Regions from separate parts of the Hordeum vulgare genome. Here region 2 is linked to region 1. Evidence: chromatin contacts called from public Hi-C data. All regions are on one chromosome and are shown on one strand. Each heading gives the region's core, a stretch centred on a gene start, on an enhancer-like site or on the middle of the called end of the contact. The rest is flanking DNA. Distances are from core to core; before and after follow the strand shown. Region 1 holds the start of LOC123427009 (MAR-binding filament-like protein 1). Region 2 holds the start of LOC123427028 (FCS-Like Zinc finger 10-like).

The links. Hi-C and Micro-C count contacts between places; a contact is called where the count stands out from the background.
Region 2: a Hi-C map of seedling shows a contact between it and region 1, with 2.5 times the contacts expected there. The contact joins the promoter of LOC123427028 here to the promoter of LOC123427009 in region 1. A contact is called at or near these places in 2 of 6 Hi-C or Micro-C datasets (leaf and seedling) and 1 of 1 datasets of contacts at active chromatin or transcription factors (embryo).

What each region holds. Positions count from the first base shown.
Region 1 is chr1H:129,924,062-129,928,608 of MorexV3_pseudomolecules_assembly, reverse strand. It overlaps LOC123427009 (MAR-binding filament-like protein 1), which reads left to right and starts at 2,410. Exons shown (of 3, transcript XM_045110942.1): 1 at 2,410-2,924. The coding sequence starts at 2,666.
Region 2 is chr1H:130,123,813-130,128,359 of MorexV3_pseudomolecules_assembly, reverse strand. LOC123427028 (FCS-Like Zinc finger 10-like) reads left to right here and starts at 2,718. Exons shown (of 3, transcript XM_045110962.1): 1 at 2,718-3,010; 2 at 3,315-4,169. The coding sequence starts at 2,733.

The DNA.
Region 1 (4,547 bases), core at 1,161-3,660:
GTTGAACTCCGAGAGTGGATTGGCAACCTGGTTGATAGGGTGGTTCGCAGGTGCATCCGCGGAGGAAAGGGAAGCGATGATACATGCCATTTATGGACTGTGGCTCGCACGGAATGAAGCTAGGGATGGGAAAAAATTTGCACCCCACATGAAATATTGGCATGTGTGGTAGTGCATTTGGACGAATGGAGGTATGTCCATGCTGGTGAGATGAAAGAACCGGTGCAAAAGTTGATTCAGAAATGGAAACCACCCGATGAGGGGTGGCTTAAGGTGAACTCGGATGGTGCTTTGTCCCGCCAGGGTGGAAAGGGTGGCGGAGGTGCGGTGATTAGGGATCATAATGGTGCTTTTCGATCCGTTGTGTGCCATCATTTCCCGAACAGAGGTGATCCGGAAGTGGTGGAAATTCTAGCTTGTAAGCGAGCATTGGAGGTGGCAGCAGAGGGGCAAGCTCAGAGGATGCATTTGGAGCTGGACTCTCAATGTGTGGTGTAGTTGCTGAAGCAACCAACGAGGGACTTGTCCGCTACGGGACCGTGGGTATAAGAAATCAAGGCAATGCTGCGTTCATTTGCGGACTACAAAGTTTTCTGGGTTCGTCGTTCGGCTAACGCCGTCACGCATAAGCTAGCTAAGGTAGATGTTGGTGATGAACTTGTAAGGTTTGGTTGGGGACCCTCAATACTTTGTCCTAGACGTAATTTCGAATGAGATTCCAACATTTGAAATTTAAATAAAGCGGTGACATTAACCTAAAAAAACTCAAAACGCTGTAAGAAGGGTTTAGAATCAGTTTTACTGTCCTTATTAATAATAAGGCTGCTCATAGTGGAGAGTAACATATAATAGTATCATGCATATGTTACTATTGTATGATACTACCTTCATAGTGCATAGTATCATAAACTAGTATCATAGGTGATCTCATTTATTGACATGCATGACACATAGTAGCATAGCATTTAACATGTTACGGTATCTACCTATGTTACTCTAATCCTCTCTCTCTTCTTTAATTACTTGCCACATCACCATATTTGCTACTCCCAAGACTATGTTACTACTCCCTCCGTCTCGGTGAATAAGGCTGCTCATAGTGGAGAGTAACATATAACAGTATCATGCATATGCTATTATTGTATGATACTACCTTCATAGTGCATAGTATCATAAACTAGTATCATAGGTGATCTCATTTATCGACATGCATGACACATAGTAGTATAGCATTTAACATGTTACGGTATCTACCTATGTTACTACCTCCGTCACGGTTTAGAAGGCACGGTTAAGTTTGCGTGCATTTCCACAACACACAAGGTTTAAGGCGCATTGCATTTACTCCTAGCAGCCAACTAGTACTTCGTTGTACTACTTCTGTATGCATGTGTAGTGTGAATGCTATTTTCAACTCATTTTACAGCCAATCAGTAACAACCTAGGTTCTAGAGAATTTCCATGCACACCTTCTAAACGTGACAGAGGAAGTAGTATTTTCTCAGTTGATTAGGCGCATTAGCATCTACATCTGCTACATCTCACAACCAAACGGTGACTACCTTGGTCGCAGTGATTTTTCAAGCGTGCCTTCTAAACCGTGAGGGAGGGAGTACTCTAATCATCTCTCTCTTCTTTAATTACTTGCCACATCACCATGTTTGCTAGTACCAAGACTATGTTACTAGCTATGATACCCCCACTATGACCAGCCTAAGTCATCTTACGAAAACCAAATAATCCCAAAACACTTAGGCACGATGCATTAACTTTCACCTCGTTTCTTGTTTTTTGACATGAGTAAAGGAATCAACCAATAAGAAACGTGGGGCATGTATATTTTTAATGACTTGAGACTAACTAGCACAACATGCATTGGTCAATTCATTGCATGTAATGGTATTAATTAGCAAATTAGCATTGATTTCTCTCGTTTTTCTCTCCGTCTTGATCACGGTGCACAATCTAAAATGACTTATACACCGAAACGGAGGGATTAGAGGGTGTTTGGATCACTAGAGACTAGAGACTAGAGACTAGTAGTAGTCACCTTTAGTCAGTAAACCTCCAAACACCCCTGACTAATGGGTGACTAAAACTAGTTTAGTCCCTAGTCGCCCCACCCCCAACTAAAAGTGACTAAAGTCTCTTCTCCAATTAATTGACGGGCCCATCCTGTTGCAGGCTCATCCTCCTATGCTGGCACGCCAATGGAAGGGAGAGAAATGAGAATAATTTAATACATAGACATTTAATGCTGACTAGTAGTAGTCACCTTCCAAACAGGGCCTGACTAAAAACTTCTAGTCTAACTACTACTAGTCACATGACTAGAGAGTATCCAAACACCCTCTTAGCTATGATACTCACATTATGGCCAGCCTAATAATATCTGCCGGAGGACAGGGAGATGTAGAAGATGCATCTTTATCCGAATCGGTAGCGTAGACATCTCCTCTGAACCGGAGCCTCATCATCCTCCTTCCACTTCGCTTCCGCGCGACGCCAGCACGCAGCATTTTCCGCTGTTGCCATTAATGAAGTAAAATGAGCGACGTTATTAGTAGTTAGCACCACTACTATAGTGTGCGCAAGGGACCAAGCAGCGAGAGCTGAAGGGACTCGAGGGATTAGCCTAGGGTTTTAGGGCGGCCGAGGCGGCGGCATGGGCTACCACCACCTCCTCGTCGTCTCGCCGCCGGCGCAGCCGCCGCCGCGGCGCCTCTCCCTCCTCTCCCGCTCGCCGCGTGGAGCCGTCACCGCCGCTGCCTCGCCCGACGCCGCCCGGTCCTTGTCGGTGGTGGCAGCGTCGGCGGCCACGCGAAGGAGGGCCGTGCTCCTGGTCGGGATCTCCGTGCTCCCGCTCCTGCGCCTCCGTGACGCGGCGGCCGCCGCGCAGCCCTTAGCGGCAGATCTCGTCACTGGTGAGTAGGGCTCTGCTCAGCGTGGGGATGATCTTTGATATTCTTTGGTTGAAATCTGATGCGTATCTCCTAAAAAAAACTGATGCGAATGTTTCTTGAGCACATAAACTTGGAACCTTCACGGAACCTTGGAGATTTTCTGAAACTTTAGTCCGAAGCCTGCAAATGGCTAGCCAGCTAGGCTAATCATCGCCCCGAGGAAGTCAAAATCTTCTATGGGAATGGCCACTCTGCATGTTCTGAACCGTCCCTGTTACGAAATAGTTTGGCCAAATCATTCGGCGGTGGGAGTCTCATAAGAGTGTTTTTATTATGTTCAGTTTTGTTAAATGTTGGTTGTGCAACATTGAATGCAGTATGCTGCTTCCACAGTAAAATTTATGCTGTCCATATCATGTCAGATACTAGTTGTGGAAAATGCCAATTGAATTGGCATGCACTAAGTATTTCTGCACCAGAAAGAGCATTTGTCCTTGTTCTAATATGGGAATGTACTATGGGACATTTAGTTAAGCAGATTGATCTGTGCTTTCATGCCTTCACTTATGGGACGGTGTATGAGTAAAGCTAGGGAGAAAAATAGCGTTATTAAGTACTAGCTTGATGTGATGAGTGCACGGAACCAGGAGTAATACGAGCCTCTGGGAATGTGCTATACGGTCCTCCTGTTCTGGTGTGAGGTACAACAACATCAACAACAACAAAGCCTTTAGTCCCAAACAAGTTGGGGTAGGCTAGAGGTGAAACCCATCAGATCTCGTGACCAACTCATGGTTCTGGCACATGGACAGCAAGCTTCCATGCACCCTGTCCATGGCTAGTTCTTTGGTGATACTCCAGTCCTTCAGATCTCTCTTTACGGACTCCTCCCATGTCAAGTTCGGTCTACCCCGGCCTCTTTTAACATTATCAATACGCTTTAGCCGTCCGCTATGCACTGGAGCTTCTGGAAGCCTGCGCTAAATATGCCCAAACCATCTCAGACGATGTTGGACAAGCTTCTCCTCAATCGGTGCTACCCCTACCCTATCTCATATATCATCATTCCGGACTCGGTCCTTCCTTGTGTGGTCACACATCCATCTCAACATGTGCATCTCCGCCACACCTAACTGCTGCACATGCCGCCTTTTAGTCGGCCAACACTCAGCGCCATACAAGCATTGCGGGTTGAACCGCCATCCTATAGAACTTGCCTTTACACTGACTATGAAAACAAAGGCATGCCTCTTTGTGTTTTATGAATGATGCCACTTTTGAATTGATTAATGATAGAGTTTTGCTTCAGTACACCCTCCTTAAAAGTTTACACAGATCTTAAAGTTACTTCAAAAGGTTACTCTCATACATTCACGATCAACTAATTCAAATCTCTATTCTCCCAATGCATCAAACAAGAGATCAGAACAATATAATATTTTTTATTGAATGGGCATCATCTAATCTCCACCCTTCATCTGCATCAAAACCTGTAAACTTTTCTAAGGGGGTGTACGGAAGCAAAACTCTTAATGATATGATGGTTTTGCATGTTTTAATGTGGTCACGTCTCTTTGTGAGAGCATTTAGTTTCAAGGTTATAAAGTAGGATGGCATTGGTCATTTGAGAAGCAGAGCAACAAA
Region 2 (4,547 bases), core at 1,469-3,968, 200 kb before region 1:
GTGATGTTGTATTACCGAGTGGGCCCCGAGATACCTCTCCGTCACACGGAGTGACAAATCCCAGTCTTGATCCATACTAACTCAACTAACACCTTTGGAGATACCTGTAGAGCATCTTTATAGTCACCCAGTTACGTTGCGACATTTGATACACACAAAGTATTCCTCCGGTGTCAGTGAGTTATATGATCTCATGGTCATAGGAATAAATACTTGACACGCAGAAAACAGTAGCAACAAAATGACACGATCAACATGCTACGTCTATTAGTTTGGGTCTAGTCCATCACGTGATTCTCCTAATGACGTGATCCAGTTATCAAGCAACAACACCTTGTTCATAATCAGAAGACACTGACTACCTTTGATCAACTGGCTAGCCAACTAGAGGCTTGCTAGGGACGGTGTTTTGTCTATGTATCCACACATGTAAATGAGTCTTCATTCAATACAATTATAGCATGGATAATAAACGATTATCTTGATACAGGAATTATAATAATAACTATATTTATTATTGCCTCTAGGGCATAATTCCAACATGTGTTGGGCGCAAATTCATGCACATGAGAGGTCTCCAGCAAGGAGAACCCATATCCCCCATGCTATTTGTCCTTGCGATGGATGTGCTCATGGCGATTGTCATCAAGGCACACGAGGCTTTGGTGATAAGTGCAATGAATGGATGTAGTCCGATGCAACAACTGTGTCTATACGCGGATGATGTGGTACTGTTCATCAAGCCAACACAGTCGGATATTCAATCGGTGATGGAGATGTTTTACATATTTGTTGTGGCTCCGGGCTTGAAGGTCAACTACAATAAATCCTCGGCAATTGTGATTAGATCTGAGTATTCGGACGAGGAGCTTGTTATATGTGCGCTTCCATGGAAAATTGAAACATTTTCATGCAAATACCTAGGGTTATAGTTGAGCATCTCGCAGTTACAAAGGTCGAAATGGAAACCGATTGTGGATGCGGCTTTGCACATTATACCCGGATGGCAAAGGGGGTTGGTGACTAGGCCCGGCCGACTGGTTCTTGTGAACCAGGTCATGAGGGCTAGGGCTACTCATCACTTGATGATCGCGGAGGCGCCCAAATGGGCCCTGGAAAAGGTGGACAAAGGCTGCTGGGCTTTCTTCTCGGCCGGAACTAAGGAGATACATGGGGGCAAATGCGATGTGTCCTGGGATCGTGTATGCCGGCCTAAGCGACTAGGTGGGCTTGGCGTGATCGACCTATATAAGCATGGGATTGCTCTAAGACTGCGGTTGGAGTGGCTACGACACACAGATTGCTCCAGGCCTTGGCAAGGGCTAAATCTAAAAGCGGATAGGCAAGTTGGTCAGGCGTTCAGAAGTCTGGTTAAATGGAAGTTAGGATTGGGTGCAAAGGTCTTGTTCTCGAAAGACAAATGGATAAACGATACAACAATCAACGATATTGCACCTCTGGTGGTAGCTAGGGTCAAAACCCAAGTAGCCAAGAGGAGATTGACAAGAGACGCGCTACACATGCACGGTTGGACGAATGATATCACAGGAGAGATGTGCACGGAAAGTCTGGCTCAGTTCATCACGCTATGGGAGATTCTCATCGAGGTGGAGATCAATCCGCAATCTGAGGACATGCCGATCTGGGCTTGGAACGCGGAAGGAGGCTACACGGCATCATCGCCATATAAGATACTATGTGAAGGCGACACTAGATTCCAATCTTATGCAGTCGTATGGAAGAGTTGGGCCCCTCTGGCGTGCACGATATTCATGTGGCTCACGGTACAATACCGTTTGTGGACATCGGACACGAGGACTAGGCATGGGTTGTATGATCATACCTCGCATTGCTACTTATGCGATCAAGATGAGGACACGATCTACCATATGTTGCTACAACGCGTTTTCACGAGGCAAATATGGTACCTTTGCTTCACCAGGTTGGAATTTGACGCATAACTATGTCCAACACCACATGCAAGATTGGTGGAGTGGTGGTCAGTGACTAGGATGCGAATCTTTAAGTGCACTTGCAAAAGCTTTGGCACGCTGGTTGTGCTAATCTGATGGAGTTTGTGGAAGCAGAGGAACGGTAGAGTGTTTGACGAGAACGTGGTTCGAAACGAATGAGGTACGATCGACCTCATCTTTGATGATCTCGCGATGTGGAAAATGGCAGAGACATACGTATGTTCGACGAGTAGCGTTGCGTGCTTGGAGTGGAGACTGGGTTAGGATCAACTTGTGACTCCTAACTAGCAAATTCCGTAACCTTTTGTATATATATTATGTTGTCTATAAAGGTATGGTACTCGCGTGTCCTGATTTTTTTTAACTCGCGGATGTCGAGTAGGCCTAAGATGGTAAGTGGGTTATCACGTCCAAGCTAACACTCTAACAAGGATGTCACGTGAGATCGTAGAAAACCAGAAATGCTAAAAAAAATACTACTATAATATGGAAGAAGAGTCTGCACGGAGCGAGCCATGGGTGCTGCCACGTCTGTTCCCGGGCCGGGAACTGGAAGCACAAGAGTGTACTGCATGTAGTAGAGATTTTGCATGTACCACCAGTCCACCGGCCCCGGCCGTCCGTCGTATTGATACGACGTTGCTACACGCCTAGCGGCTGCCTCTGTCTGGCATCCATGAATGAGTGGGAAGAGTATTTCAGAAGCAAGCCCATCACTGCGCCGGCCTGCAGCCTGGCCCTGCTCCCGCTCTGTTTTCGATGCACTGCACGCCAAAGCGACGCCCCTACGACGCAAGCCTGCTGCTCTACTCTACTCTAGTGGTCGAGGATGGAGTGACCAGGGTCCAGTGCAGTGCAGTGCCGTGCCGCGGCCTCGCAGGCTCCGTTTGGGAGGGGCTCGCCTCGTCGGGTTCCAGCATTGCTCTTGCGCGCGCGCCCCCCCCCCCCCCCCCCCCCCCCCCTTTCCTCGGCATCGCGGAGCGAGCCGAGAGCGATCGAGGAGGAAGAAACGAGGAGGGATTTCGGTTAATCATCAGGTGGGGATGGGATGAGATCGATGCGCGCGTGGGTCGCGCTCCTCTCTTGTTGTTTTGGCCGCGAGTCGCCAGAGATTCCTCCTCATCCGGACGAGGCCTATCTGCCCCCCCGTTGCCGTCACTCGTGCTCCGATTGTCCTGTTGCGCCCGCGCGCGTTGTTCTTGACGACTCCCCAGTGCTTCTTGGATCGTAGCCAGTGCTAGATTTTGGCCGTTTCTCGATGCGTGATTGCTTTTTAGTCTCGGCCGCGCCGATCCCTTGCCGTCTGAGCCTTTCTGATCATATCTTTGGTTTCGTTTTCAGAGCGCCGGGGCCGGGAGGGAGGGAAGGGAGGATGATGCTGAGGAGGGTGGTGTTCGACCAGGCCGCGGCGGGGGATGCGCTCGACGGCGCCGCTGGGGGGAGGCCCCGCAGCCCGGCCTTCTTCGCCGTGCCGCGGCTGCTCGTGGGGCTCGCGGCGACCAAGCGCGGGACGCCGGACTGCGACTCTACCGCGCGCGCTTCGCTGCTTGGGTCGCCGCGGTCACCCAGGAGCTGGGACTCTCAGCGCGTCGGTCTGGGCGGCCTTGTCGACAGCCTCGCCGAGCCCGCCGCCGACGCCAAGAATCGCCTGCTCGGGTTCCAGATGCGCCCGACGAAGCTGCAATGCCTCGCGAAATCCTACACCTCCCCGCCCAAAGACTGCGGGCATGCGCAGCCGGAGCTCGGGGAGGCGGAGGCCACCGCCGGCGCCGGGGGCATGTCGGTTCCCTGCACTAGGTTCTACGGGGATGTGAAGTCTGGTCCAGAGGTCATCGTGTCCGGCGGTGCTCAGCTCCACCTGGTCGACCGTGCCAAGTTCCCTGCGTCCGGGTCGCTGCCGGTGTCGATTGGTGGACCACGCAGGTACATCGGGTCCGTGTCGGCGATGGAGGTCGAACAGTCGGAGGACTACACCTGCATCATAGCTCACGGCTCCAATCCGAAGACCACCCGCATTTTCGGGGACTGCATCTTGGAGCCCTGTCCTGTTCTCATGCCCGACTGGGAGAGCAAGGAGATCGATGTGGACAAGGAAGGAGCTGAATTGTACTGGCTGGTCGCCGACGAGGAGTCCACGCCCGGCTCCTGCTCCGCTTGCAACAAGGACCTGGATGGCAACGGATCTTACGTTTATCGGTATGTCGATGCATTCGCCCAGTCATCTTTAGTAGTACTGCCTCCTTAAACTAATATAAGAGCGTTTAGCTTACTATATTAGTTTAGAAAGGAAGTACTATTGATTCGAATAACCGATGATTGTGAACCATCTTCATTCAGTTCTTTAGGGAATTTGCAGGCATGCATACATTACGAGTGGTACATTCATAAGTAGATAATTGCTCTTCAGATGGAATGATGGATAGAATGGAAACATACATGAAGAGTTTGGTGTTCTTTCTTCAAGTACTTCCTCTCTAAACTAATATAAAAGACTTTAAAACACTAAAGTATAGCAAGCTAAATGCTTTTATATTAGTTTACGGACGGAAAAGTTAAAAATGAATGGTCATCGCA